2 separate regions of the Mus musculus genome follow, and region 2 is linked to region 1. A link is a contact called in public HiCAR-type data. All regions are on one chromosome and are shown on one strand. The core of a region is the stretch at or near the end of the contact, and the rest is flanking DNA. Distances in the headings are between cores, read along the strand shown. Region 1 holds the start of 4933402D24Rik (RIKEN cDNA 4933402D24 gene). Region 2 has its middle 50 kb from the start of 4933402D24Rik.

Region 1 (7,282 bases), core at 1,931-4,430:
CTACTCCAGCTTGAAAAAAAAAAAAAGAAAGAGTGATTTCCTTGGCTTATCAGGGAGGGTGCAGTCTCATCATAGGCATCCTTATAAGTAGAAGAGAGAGGCAGAAAAGTCAGTGTCAAAGTAAGCTGAGTGATGCAAGAGAGTCTATTGGACATTGCGAGGTTTGAAGAGGGAGGGAGGAAGCTCAATCCAAGGGATGCATGGAAACTCCAGTAGCTGAAAAAGCCAACCACAAAACTTGGATTCTCTGAGATCCCACAGAAGACAGCATTGCCCATCCACTTCTTAATTTGAACCTGGTTAGAGTCACATTGAACTTCTGATTCTAGCTCTGTACAATAATAAATGTACGTTTTGAGCCACTTTGTAGTAATTTGAAAACAATAGGAAATAAAAACACCATGCTAACTTTAGGCTATTTCTATCCACTTGTCTCTGACTCTAGTAAGCACTGCCACAAAGCCCTGATCATTCGATTTATACAAATGAAGACACCTCAACCTTAAAGGTCCACAGACGCTTCTTAGTTAGGGTTTTATTGCTGTGAAGAGATACCATGACCAAGGCAACTCTTATAAAGGACAACATTTAATTGGGGCTGGCTTACAGTTTCAGAGGTTTAGTCCATTATTCTGAGAAGCACTGTAGTGTGCAGGCAGACATGGTGCTGGAGAAGGAGCTGAGAGTTATCCATCTTGATACAAAGTCAGCAAAAGGAGACTATGTCTTCCGAAAGCAGTTAGGAGGAGGCTCTCTTTCCACACTGGGAATAGTTTGAGTGTAGAGACCTCAAAACTCACCCCACAGTGACATACTTCCTCCTATAAGACCACATCCTCAAATAGTGCCACTCCCCATGGGTCACACATTCAAAACACATGTGTCTATGGGAGCCAAACCTATTCAAACCACCATAGTGCTATTGTCTGGATATGTCTTGAGTATGTCCCCTAAGGGCTCCTCATTGGAAGCTCAAGGTTGGGGAGGTAATGGAATGTTTAAAAGAGGTGGGGTCTTCTGTAAGCTGATTGGGTCACTAAGGAGATGAATATGGGTCTATAAGATAATCGTCAGAGAGCCCAGCCCTTCCTTCTCTTTGGCTTCCTGTCTCACTATGTGAGTTTTCCCATTTACATGTCCTTTCCACGTGATAGCCACTGCCATGTTGCAATGTAGCCAGAGGTGCCACTCCAGGGCTGCCACTGTGTTGTTTAGGATTTCAGTTTTTAAAACTATGGCTAAATAAACCTGGTTTCTTTCTAAACTACCCATCCTTAGCTACTTTGTCACAATGCAAAACAAACTAATAAAAATGACTTGTCTACAGTGTCTCTCCCTCAGTGAAATACAGGCCTGGGGTATAGGGCACTGAAGCCAAAACTGCCTTTGTTTCAGACCTGGATGGTGCAACCTGTTAGACTCACTCCCCAGAAGCTGAGCAAAGAAAATTTAGGTTTTTTTTTTTCAAAAACGCTCCCTATGTAGACGACAAAAATAAAGCATTATTTTGGTCTAACAACTGGCTCTGATGGCTACTTCGCAAACATGGAAGGAGCAGGGTGAGACACAAAACTCAGCCTTGAAGCTTGGCTGAAAGCAGTTCCATTTAACAAGCTGGCCAGGCCCTTGGAGTCATGTTCAAAATGCTGTTTTTATTGTTTGTGCTTTTGCTTTTGTAATTAATTAATTGCCACTAATGCTTTTTTTGTTATTTTTTAATAATTAATTAGCAAGCACTGGGAGCAGGCAGCAACTTTTTCATAGATTGCATAAGCACGCAGAGATAAGAAATCGGCATCGTTGCTAGAGTGCGCATTCACGGATTACTGGGCTGCTCACACGAGAATTACACACTAATTCAACTACAATAAAAAATTACACTTGAAGAGCTTATTATATACTATTCCTTCCCCTTCTGAGGAATGTTTGAGCAGCAGCCTAGCACGGCTGCCATGGCAACTATAATGCAAAATTGGCAGTAACTTTATGAATTGCAAATTCCTCTAAGGGTGTTGGGGAATTTTTTTTTCTCCCTTCCATTTTTAACCATCTCATATGCATTATCCCAGCAATATGTTAAACAAGATTTGGGGGAACTCAGCAATTACTTGGAAACAGGCTGTGTTTTAGAGCCTCAAATTCCATTTTTCTAACGAAGGCACGTGTTCACAGGGAACCCCCAGTTTACCTGCTTTTAATGTTCCCTGTTTTTAACTGAGCTCTTAACATACTGATCACCCTCACCTTTTCTGAGGAGGGTCCAGGTATTCTAACAAATGGACTTGCTATATTCCTTCCCAACGTCTGCCCTAGCAGTTCTCTGAAAATGATGAAAGGGGACAGATAGTCTCAGTTTAAAACAAAAAGAAGAAAAACAATAATCTTACAACCGGCCTCCCCCCTCCAAGTAAATTCAGCTGTGATTCTACATTAAAACGGTCACTAAAAGAATGGTCAGTCCTTCTTGTTTTCCTCCCTCAATCCTATCACGCATGAAGAACATGACAACGGGAAGCAGGCAGCACCCAACATGGTTTGCCTGACTCGGGATTTAAACACTTGCAAAGGTAACCCAAACCATGCTGTTCTGCACGGCTAGTGGTCCTCCTCACTTAAGATGACTGGGATTGAGAGGGGAGTCACCCACCCACAGTATCATGTCACCTTCTACCTCTGATTTTTCTACCTCTGATATTTGCCTCGTTCATGTCACAAGTCTGTTGCAAAAATCACATGAGACAATGTGTTTGAATACTGCCATGTCTCATGAAAATATGACAACGCAGAATTCTGATTTTCAATTTTGATACAACTCTTAATAATTAAAAAAAAAAAGCATAAATGGCCTTTATTCTCTGAGTCTAGTACCAGGAAGAAAAGTGATAGTTTGCCAAAAAATAGTTCAGGTCTTGAGAAACCCTCTGAAATGAATGTAGGAACAAAAATATGAATGGAATCCTACTCTATGACAAAAGACATAAATGGTTGCCTCTCCAATTGGAGAGAACTGTCTGTTTGCAACGAGTGACACAGAAAATGACTTTGTGCAGCACATCTCTAAGAGAAGAGTCTTTCGGTGTCGTCTGTACAGGGCACACAGCAGCATTGTGAGAAGATGAGGAATCTGCTGATGCTCTCTGTTCTGTTCTGTTTCATAGCAACCCCCTATGGTCAGTAGAACACTAACTGTCTCCTACCATTAGACAATAGTCTTCAGAAAGGATGTGCCGCAGAACAGCTGATGGACATGAATTATTTTAGACGAGGTAACCAGAGGAATCCAAGAAGCCTTAAGAGACAGGCTCTTGCGTTGCCCTGAAGAATTTCTGGCCCTAGCTTCCTTCTTTCCTGTCTTCATTTAACCAACATTTACTGAAATTAGATTGTTTTCTGCCCCCAGAAAATAAAGGAAAGGAGCCCACAAGGTCTCATTCACAAAAACCTTTCCAACTGACTGGGAGCAGACTGCACAGCCCCCTCCTCACTCCAACAGGGTTATGAGACAGAAAAGACAAAGCACAGAGGGCAAAGGGGAGAATGGAGACGCATCCTGCAAAGTGGTCAATGAGTTGTGTGGTGCAGGAGCATCCTGCGTGATAAACAGATGGTAGGGACACCGCAGAGGAGAAAGCACTTAGAAAGTCCAGAGAGATGAAACCTGAATGCTGTTGAGGGGTCCGTAGATGGGGCACAAGAGGGTAAAGATAGAAGACCAAAGAACCTTTCCAAAGTGCATCCAGGTCCAATTTGACAGTCTGTGTATAGCAGAGAGGATGTATGTATATATATTAATAAGGAGAAAGGATGCTGTTATCAGACCCGGGTTTTAGGAAGGGCCCAGCAGGGATAGCAGATTCTTTCAAACAAGTCTAGTGGTCAGTCACATCATTCATGTGTCTCCTAGGACAGCCTGCTCTCTTCAGCACGGACCTGAAACCCAATTGCCCCCGCAGACTTGAGATGTTTGCTGCAGCTACAGAAAGGAAGTTAGAATCTGCTGTCCTCCACAACTTCCCGAAGAGCAAGGAAAACATTGGAAAACTGTCAGCCCGCTCTCAGAAGGTGAGCGCACAGATTGCAAAGCGTTTCCACCTCTCCAGCTTGGCAGTGATACAAAAATGCGGTCGGTTCCCTTCCCTCCAAGTAACTCACAGCAGATGCTGATGCCCTTAGCCTCTTCCCCAGCTACAGTTCCCAACATCATTTCCTTCCAGAGGTCAGGCATATGGAGCTCATTAAATTCTACACAGCAACATTCAAACCGTGTGAAACTTTTTGTTTGCAGTGCAATTTAATGTTGAGTTTGATTTAAGAGGAACTGCATATTCTTGGTCCTGGGATGGAAGCCTATTCATCCAGAAGTTTAAAGCCTGGTTTAGGATGATGGGTTGGAGAATTGCAGCTTATGTTGAGAATTTTTAAAGGTGGAAGCACGTCCTGTCTTAGAAATTATCTACTCCAGCTTCATCTTTCATAGAGTGGAAAAAACCAAGGTCTGGACCATTCACATGGTAGAGGTAGAGCCTACAAACTGGGTGTCCTCATCCTTGGCCCAACAGCACTGCTATCCTTGACTCCCCATAGATCAACATACAGAAAGAAAAGACAAACAACCTTTCTCATCCAAGGTAAAACTCACTTCAAAATGAAAATGGCCACCCATTTATAATGTGCTAGTTCTCTCATATTCTATTATAAAAATAAGAACATTAAGACTTTTTCTTGAAAACAACTGGCTTCTGATTGCTACAAGACTATAATATATATAATATGTGGAATGTAGTAGCTAGGAATTTAAATAACTTCCTCAGAGTTATGTGGCATAGTAAAGTGGGAGTCTTGGTGTCTTCACCTGTAAATGGGTAAGATGGTTCTCAGAGTTGGATGTTTTGTTTACTTAAACTTTAAGGGAAATGCTTAAAAATCAGTGGCTGTTGTATTTTGAAGGAGTGGGAGGGCTTCAGTCTGCTTAAACAGACTCATCAAATACTCTTCCAACTGCAGCCTAAAACCTCTGAACCCATGAGCAAAAATTAAACATTTGCTACTCTTGTACTCATTATCTCAGGTACTAGGTCATGAGGGAAAAGCTATCACACACACACACACAGAGCCTATGACTGAGTTTTATCAACTTCATTTACTAATATTAGCCCTCCAGTGCATCGAATCACTTGTTTAAAATGAAACCCAATTGTGAAACCACTTTCCCACCACTGAGGATTCTTACAGACTTGGTTTCTTGAAGAGAAGTGGAGATGCTTTCTATTTATTGGACCAGGCTCAGGAACCTTGGGGAAGTCACTTGCCATGGAACCAGAGCCTGCTCCCAGGATAAGAAGGTAAGAAACGAGGGTGTGGACGACTCTAGGTCAGACCCAGGGAAGGTAGAATTCTCTGGAAGTGTTTGTGAGAGTAATATTCCATCTCCAAAACAACTGCATGTTACTAACACAAGCAGGAAGGATTACTGTAGCTCTTGAAGAAGAATTTTTACTCTGCAGGAAGGATACAATGAAAGAAAGAGCCTGTGAGCTACACGACCCCCAAGCAGCCTGTGGGAGAAAAAGAATGCCTTGGGCCAACCAACTTTGCCCCTATTCAGGATAAACTATCTCCTACTTCTCACACACACACACACACACACACACACACACACACACACACACACACATTGAAGGGTAGACCACACACCTCCTGTGCTCTGCCAGCAACTTTCAGAAATGAGGGTCAATTCCATCCCTGCTACTTGTACTTCAAGACCTCATCCTTCACACTGTTATCACCATAACCCTATCATTACGCTGCTTGTTAGTCATGATTAAAACAATAAACAAAGGGAAAAGTCTTTCCCTGGTGAGCATGAATAATTGCAGATGAGCACATCTTGTTTGGGCCCCACACCGTGTAATGTTATATGCTATTACCAACAGTATTAGAGGATGTTTTATTGCCTGATACAATTTCTTTCTAATTGTACTATCTGCTCCCTTCAGATTCCAATCTCATCCTGAAGGCCCAACAAAGTAACCCAGAGGGAGTTTATAGCTCTTGCCTGCAATTTATGGAAAAAGTCTTTCTCCTTGGTGATATAACCCTGAAGCAAAAAATGTGAAACCAAGCAGAAAGAGGCAGGGCATGCTTTGACTACCAGACATTAAAAGGAAGAGCATATGGGATATGAGCCTTGCTGCTGGGGTAACTAGCAAGGAGAAGAAGTCTAGGGGATCATGTGCCATACACCAGCAAGCTCACACTAGAAAACCAGTTCACTCAATGGGCTGGCTCAGTCCTGAGGCTGCAAACAGCTAGGATTTCTTTTGTCCTCTCTCACTGGCTCTGTCAGCTCTTTCCTCGCTCAACAAGAATGCCTCTGGCATATGAGAAAGTAGTTTATTCACATCCAGAGGTTAGAAGAACCTAATTTCAGGTATCTTAAAAATGCATCTGCTGATCTATCTTTAAAAGTCATCTCTCACCCAATTTTAGGTCCTTTGTTCTTTTAGTTTGTGGGGAGGGGGCTGTCAGTCTCCTCTACTAGCTTGTCCATCTTTCCTTTTCTCTTTTCTTCCTAACCCATTCACTGTGCTGCCTCTGGCACCCAGACCAGGATAAATAGGGACAAGGGCAAGGTCTATAAACTGGTGATCTTGTAATCCTTTGAAGATGTTTTTTTTTTTTTTAAGTAAGATGACCAGATGCTGGCTCTGGCATATCCTTGTACTTTTGGGGGGACTCTTGAAGAGATATTTCCTTTCCTCAGTTTGTTCTATAACTGCAGCTCTCACACTACCCATGTTCCTAACTGAACCCCTAAATGTGTTCTTGGGCTTAAAAGATTCCATATGGTTTCCTTTGCAAACTGGCAGGAAGTCCTATAGGGCAGGTGCCTTTCAGCATCACTCTGACTTGCTAGTTTCCTCATTAGTCACTTACTCCACAGAAAGTATCTCCCTGTCATCTGCTCCCTGGAGCAGAAAGGAAGCCTGAAGCCTCTCATAGTGTCTGCTTTTATACTACCACCAAGAGTAACTACAGACATCCAGACCAGGTTTCTCTCGTGCCTACCTTCTAAAAGGCCACCAACATCGGTCCACATCAAGTTGTGAAAGCAATTCTAAATGCAGTCTTCTGAGTGTCAACATGAATTATGATTTTAGTTCACTTGACTTCACAAGTCTAAGACACCAGCTATGTTCTCAATGAGTGGGCATACCTGACCCTTCCTCTCTCACTGGGTTTCTAGAGTAACATGTTCTCTGCAAGATACAGATGATTTTTT
Region 2 (7,282 bases), core at 1,333-3,832, 52 kb before region 1:
CACAACATTACTTCACACAAGGACCATGTGTGAAGAAGGATCTTATGCATTTCTCATGTATTTATGACAGTAAAAGTATTCAGAGTATCAATTCTGTCTTCTGGAGGATATAGCAGTCAGTATGGAAGTCAGCATACAATATAGACTGTGAATATTTATTGTGGGCAACACAGTATGTATGGCTGGCTCTGGGCTAGGTATTGAAATTTTAAAAAGAAAGGAAGAAAGAAAGAAAGAAAGAAAGAAAGAAAGAAAGAAAGAAAGAAAGAAAAGAAAGAAAGAGAAGGAAGGAAGGAAGGAAAAAAGAAAGAAGAGAAAAGAAAAGAAAAGAAAAGAAAAGAAAAGAAAAGAAAAGAAAAGAAAAGAAAACCACAGTCCTTGCCCTGTTGTGGCTCAGAGCTAGCTCAGAATAGCCAAGCAGACAAAATAGTCTAGTGGAATACATCACACAGGCAAGAGGAGGTGATATGCTCACAGTGTGATAGCATTGGGGGCTCCCTCAGACCAAGAGGATCCTCAGAACAGATATATGCAAAGAGCATAGCATGAGATGGCATACTGAAGTTTGCTTTGTGGAGTGGAGCCAAACTACTACATTTTAGGAGATAATGGAATAAAATAGGCTATGAGGGAGCTTGAAGAAAGGCCTTCATATGCCTTCTAAGCGTCTGGGATTCTTTCATAAAAGTTATGAATTGCTAATAAGTCAAGCATAGAAGTAATGCATCTCTGCATCCTTTAGAAAACATGTTTTAAATTCCATTCTACATACAGCAAAATTTCATAAATCGTAAGTGCGTAATTCAGTGAATTAGAAATTCTACTATAGGTGGGCAGTTTGCTGTTTCACAGTAACTATCTGTCATTGGCTGCTACCCTGTTTTGATGTTATGCCTGTCTATGAAAGGGAACCTGTACTGGCGTTTCTGCTGCAGATGAGAGCATCTAACCAGAGTGAAACTATGACAAAGCACTGTTGAATGATTCAGACATATGTCTGAAGATGTAGAAGAATTCTTGTAAGCAAGATATTGCTAAATGGTGTACAGTGGTCAGCCTTGCCTTTGGCCAAGTATTGGTCTACTCCAAGTACTGATGGGTAGGGAAGAAGTTAAACCAACATGAGAAAGAGCCCAGGAACAGCAGTTCACCCAAGCCTTGCTCAAAACAGCTTCAAGTGGGTGACAGTGATGCATATCACACCATCCAATGACCAAACTCCACCAGGCTGGAGGTCCTCATCTCTGCCTCGGTCACTGCTTCTCTTGACCAGTGTGTTCAGGGTAGTGTTCGGGTTTCATGCTTGCTAATACATTCTTCTCACTTCTGACTCTAATTCATAACTCTTCTCTCATGACTTCTGAAGGATTGGGACAATTTTCTCTGCAGCAACTTCCAGTAGTGCTATCATCTGCTATTGTGGCTATGACAAATGATAAAGCTTACTATGAGTAATTTCTTAGCCATCGTTAACCTTGCTTGGCAGAGCAGGGCCACTAAGTGCTGGCCAGCCTGCCTTCTGTCCATCCTGGTCCTCAGCTGGGTTGGGTCAGTGAATGAGTGACACAGAACATGGAATTATACTTCACAAGAAATGTCTCAGCTGCTATCTAGGCAGGCACTGTGAGCTTGGAAAATTTCCTTCCAAGTTGGGAATTAAAGGAGACACCTTACAGTTGATGGCCCTCTGTATCTCTTAATTCCACAGTCACAGATTCAACCAACTGCAGCTTGAAAATATTTCTCAAAGTGCATCTGTACTGAATATTTAGAGGCCATTCTTGTCATTGTTCCCTAAACCGTACATTCTGTTTAAGTAGGTTTATGTTGTACCCAGCATTATGAGTAACCTGGACATGAGAGGATGCCGCTGGCTATATGGAAACAGCAGGCTACTTCATATAAGGGGCTTGATTTGTTATCTGTGGGGGTCCTGTAGCCAATGCCTACTGGACACCTAAGGATAATTCATTTGTTTGATAGATGACAACGTGCTTTAAATAGAACACTTGAGGGTACTCCCAGAAGACAGCAAAAGGACAGAATGCCTCTTACTGTGACATCCCTGTTCCCTCCACATTGTGTCCCTCCCCTGCACAAAGCCCCACAGAGTTCATCCTCACCCCTTCCCTGCAGCCCTGCGCTGAGCCCAGACTGTAACCTGCTCTCCCTAGTACAAAAATGAGAGAGAGAGAGAGAGAGAGAGAGATGCCTGATCAGACCCTTACTCTTCTTTGGTATCAACTTAAATGCTTTCCTGCTCACCAGCCCTAGTTGAGCCATTCCAACCCCCACCCCACCACCAGTCACTCAAATAAGCTCTGCAGCTGTTTCCTCGGTACAGAAGATTGGCACCTGCTGTTTGTAATACCCACAACTCTCCTCACTAAGCTTCCAGGAGCTGAATGTTGTTCCAACCTGAATATCAGCACCCCAAGAGATTCTTCCTACTGGTGAATCAAAACACCCAGAGGCAACCCTGGAACGCACTGAACTTGGAAGAACTATTGGCTAAGTGAGCATATGAGAGTCACCGTAAAAGCTGGGGAAAGTCTGAGACAGGCACCACTACAAATGTATTCAGATCAGAGCTCCTGTGCACACAGCTGCTTCTATCTGTGTGCTATGTGCTGTGAACAAAATGGAGTAAAACAAGCTGATAGTTAATGTGGCCTTAGCCCTGGGGTTCACAAGAACTCACACTTTTTATTTAACAGAGCTGGGGGTGAGGGGTGGGGGCAGGGGGAGGAGAGGCAAGAGCCAAGTACAAGTGAGACGAGGCCTGTGTTCCAGAATCTACCTTCAGCTGCCACAATGACTGAGAGGCTCCTGAGAGATAGGGGAGTCAGAGCCAGGAATGAGCTATGGCTGTTGGAGAAACAGATCAGATCCAGGAATGGGTAAAAGAGGTAACTTTTAGGATTAAGTGGGGCCAGATTACACTTGCCCAAGTCAATATATGGATTTCATTTCCCTTGCTACAGGATGTGCCCAGGTGTTTCAAACAGCCAGGGGATCTGAGGGTCTCTCAGTCTTCAAAGAGTGTTCTGGGTGCTATATGGGGAATGGAGAACAGAAGGATGTCTGTAATCGAAAATAATGCCTATATGCTTATAGGGCTAGGCTGTTCCCAGGAAGAGTTTAAATGCTTCACAGGCTTCAATTCACCAAATCCTTCAATAGTCCACAACACGGCTACCAGCCCCACCTTCTCTGCGAGTGAGACAATGGAGACACGGAGAGTTCAGGAGCTTTTCAGAGGTCACACAGTTGGTAGGCAAGCTGAGCTGGTTCTCCAACCGAGGCAGTGTGAATTCAGAGTCTGGGCTCATAACAAGCAGGGTAAAATAGGCACAGTTATTCCTGCCTTCCCGACTGACAAAGGACTGCTTTGAGCTTAAAATAGCACACGCTAGTAAAGTGCTGTGAATATTAAGAAGGGTACTGTGTGAATTTAACAATGCCATTATATCGTATAAATATAACTCATTAGACAAAGTATAATGAATTGGCTCCTAATCTTCTGTATATTATGGTTAAAAGAAGCACTAATATTTGCAGCAAGAAAAACAATTAGCACATTCATTAAGTCGAGTCCTGCTTACACTTTGCTCATTAACTCTAATCATCTATGAAATACTTGAACTAAGCTAACACGTCAGCCCCAGAGCCATTAGTGCCTGTCAGCAGATAGGAGGTTTTAACTTTTAGAGAATGTTTTCATTTTACGGACTAACAAAGAGCCCAGCTCAGCCATCATCTTCCCTTAATGATATATGTGATCACGATATTGAATAGAATTTAAGCTCACAAATTGTTCTCTGTAACAGCACCATAAGCTGGGCCCTAATTAGTGGTCACATTTATTTCCCTGTACTTCACTAAATATGATAATCCCTGTTTGTCCTGTCATCAGCAATATACAGTCTAAAATAGAGCATAGGAATATTTCTCATGTGTAGCATTTATGTATTAAGTCAATGTGGACAACTCTACTCAAGAGGATGGGTAACCAGGAACACTTAGAAGAGTGTTGCTAATGCCGGGGCCAGGAAGCAGGAGTGGGTGGGTTGGGGAGCAGGGCACAGGGAGGGTATAGGGGGATTTGGGGATAGCATTTGAAATGTAAATGAAGAAAATATCTAATAAAAAATGCCTTAATAAAAAAATCAATCATCAAAAATAAAAATAAAAATAAAAATAAAGAAGAGTGTTCTTGAGTCTTCTGAGAATCACAAACACAAATACAATCACACAAATACATGTTTGTATTCAGCATTGACTTCCTCCCAAGGAAAATGGGAATCTATATGTACACTATTTGAGAGGATGTCAAACTCCTAATATAGAATCTGTTAGCAGTCAGAATGCCACATGAAGAATGTGTACTTTAACTTGGTTTGACTATGTAGAGACAACTAAAGCTTATGGCTATTTATACAGGAATGGTAGCTAAAAGACACAGAGGAAGGGGCAGAAATAGAAAAGTTACCACTGGGAAACATTTAACACAGTTTGTTCTTTCTTATGTGATATAATAGCATCAATAAATTCATCTTAGAATTTGATTGGAATCACACTGACTTATATATATATATACATATGTACATATGTATATATATAATTTATTGATTAATGTATATGAGTGTTTTGTGTATATATGTATGTCTGCACACCAGAAAAGGGCATCTGATTCCATGGTCCTATAGTTACAGACAGTTGTGACCTGACATGTGGGTACTGGGAATTGAACTCAGGACCTCTTGAAGAGTAGCCAGTGCTCTTAGCTGCTAAGCCATCTCTCCAGCCCCTCCAATCAAATTCTTAACCACATTTTCCATGGATCTTAATAAGGCAATGATAGAGTTTATATTGAAGTCTGAGGTTGACAATAGTAGAAACAATTTATTATTATTATTATTATTATTATTATTAAAATAACATGTCTCAGCAGTCACTGGGGGCTGATCACAAAAACTATGTGACATTGGTGTAAGAACAATACAACAAAAGGAGTCCAGAGGGTGCCTGGACACATGAATATATTAATAATGGGACTTCACATATTAGTGAAAATGACAAGAATTTAAATAAGTAGTGCTTGAAAATTAGCTAGATATATTGAAAATATAAAATGATACCCCTTGCAAAATAACTTAACTGTCTAATGTATTGAAATTAAAGTTTCAAATAGAACTTTTTGATAGTGCCTTAGGAAATAATAGTTTCAATATGATTTTAAAACATTTTAGAATTGATTCTTTAGGCTGTAATAATAGGCTTCTTTTAAAAAATATTTAGTTATGTGTCTGTATACATCTGTCTGTGAGTGCTGTTGCCACCAGGGCCAGAAGAAAGCTTCAAATCCCTGTTATAACCAGAGATTTAAACCACCAACTGGAATCTGAACTTGGGTCCCCTACAAGAGCAGCAAGCATTAAAAAACCACTGAGCCATCTCTTCACTATTAAGAAGTAGTATTTGTCAGGTGAAAGTAATCCCTAATTAGTGGGATGTAGTTGCAATTCCTACCATAAAAAGGAAATTAGGTAGAATGCTTAGCAACTCATAAAAATGAAAAGGATAATTTAATGGACAAAAAGTATAAATAAACATTTCTGTGAAGGGGAAACACGAAGAGCCAATAAGCATATATAGTATTCTCTTTATTTAAAATTGATGGAGTACAAATTGAAACCATAAATAAAAATCACATTGAAAATCACCAGACAGGCAGAAATCATAGAGTCGGACTCTATATTAGCATTATCAAGACTATGGAGTGCCAGAACACAACTGATGAGAGTGTCTCATGTTTCTTCCAGTTTCCACTAGAGTTTTTTAAAAGCCCCCAAAACACATGTATGTAAAAATGTATATCTTAAACTCCCCATAATAGAAAAAAAATGCTACATTCACTCAATGAAATGATATAATTAATATCATATCATACTGGAAAAGAGTGAACCAAATGAACCAAATGGACCATGGCTTCAATATTCCCACATGGATGACAAAATTGATAACAGAGATGTTTGTTCCTTGTCTGTGTCTGTGATCAAACACCCTGACGTGAGCAGCTTCCAGATAAAGGGCTTGTTTACCTTTCAGTTCCTCATTTCAGGAAAGTCACAAGGACAGGACCTATAGAAGGTGAGTCATATCACATGTGTAGTTAAGAATCAGAGAGCAACATACTAATACACACATCCTGGTGCCTTTTGTGCATTCTCTACACTTCTGTGGTTCGGGGTCCTTGGCTAGCAAAAATGCCAGGAACAGAGAGAGGGTCATCCAATCTCAGCATAGTCAAGATATTCCCCTCAAAGACACACCCACAGGCCTTCCCAATCTAAATAATCCCGCAAGGAGATGCTCTTTCCAGGTGACTATAGATTGCGTCAAGTTGATAATTAAAACCACACATAAAATAAAATCCAAAAGATTGCATTTTTACGAAGTTTTAAAATATGCAAAAAAATGAATGTGTTTTTAAGCATGCATACACATGGAATCAAGCATAAAGAGAAGCAAAGGAACAATAAACTCAAAATTCAGTACTTCAGGGGCTAATATAGATTTTGTTTTGTTGTTGATGGTGTTTAGTTGGTTTTGGTTTTGGTTTTGGTGGTGGTATTTTGTTTGTTTGTTTGTTTGTATGTTTTTCTGGGGCAGGGTTTCTCTGTGTAACCCTGGCTGTCCTGGAACTTGCTCTGTAGACCAGGCTCGCCTCAAACTCATAGATTTACCTGCCTCTGCCTCCCACCTGTATCACCACCACCTGGCTTCTCTCTCTCTCTCTCTCTCTCTCTCTCTCTCTCTCTATCTCTCTCTCTCTCTCTCTCTCTCTCCCTCCCTCCCTCCCTCCCTTTCTTTCTTTTGTTCTTTTCTTCTTTCACCAGATCATGAGGTGCTGTGTCCTCAAGATGTTCTGCTGAGTCTCAGACTTTTTTTACCTCAGACACTTCCTCAGACTGCTGCATGGTGACACAGTCAGGTGGTTGGTAGAACTCCCACTTCTGAGGGCCACTGCTCCAAACTGGGATATAGAAGCATGTGTTTAGATATTGCTAAGTGTTCCCTGAAGTCAAAACCCACCCCACTGAGAACCACTGTCCTACATGTCCATCTCTCCTGTATCCTCTTCTTATATGTAAATGTCTACTACTGTGGTTCTTTTTAATTATTAAAGGTTCTAAAACATCAAGTGAGTGCCAAACAAGACTCTTTGAGGCAAGCAGAAGACTGTGTTAGTTCCCCAGTGGTTCTTCGACACCCCTCG

The links. HiCAR-type assays count read pairs that join an accessible place to other places.
Region 2: a contact with region 1 is called in a HiCAR-type map of astrocytes, with 4 times the contacts expected there. The contact joins the enhancer-like site here to the promoter of 4933402D24Rik in region 1. A contact is called at or near these places in 2 of 39 promoter capture datasets (embryonic stem cells and pre-B cells), 1 of 484 Hi-C or Micro-C datasets (brain), 2 of 115 datasets of contacts at active chromatin or transcription factors (astrocytes and neural progenitor cells) and 1 of 9 other capture datasets (adipose tissue).

Annotation. Positions count from the first base shown.
Region 1 is chr1:63,765,165-63,772,446 of GRCm38.p6, reverse strand. It overlaps 4933402D24Rik (RIKEN cDNA 4933402D24 gene), which reads left to right and starts at 3,180. Exons shown (of 3, transcript NM_001256158.1): 1 at 3,180-3,266; 2 at 3,905-4,062. The coding sequence starts at 3,242.
Region 2 is chr1:63,816,106-63,823,387 of GRCm38.p6, reverse strand. No RefSeq gene overlaps it. Among named protein-coding and RNA genes, the nearest start is that of 4933402D24Rik, 50 kb to the right of the region's middle. Within about 2 kb of position 2,582, at least 50 of the 459 cell types and tissues checked have an H3K27ac peak or open chromatin away from gene starts, as enhancers often do. A contact at or near this core is called in astrocytes, brain and neural progenitor cells, where this site is marked.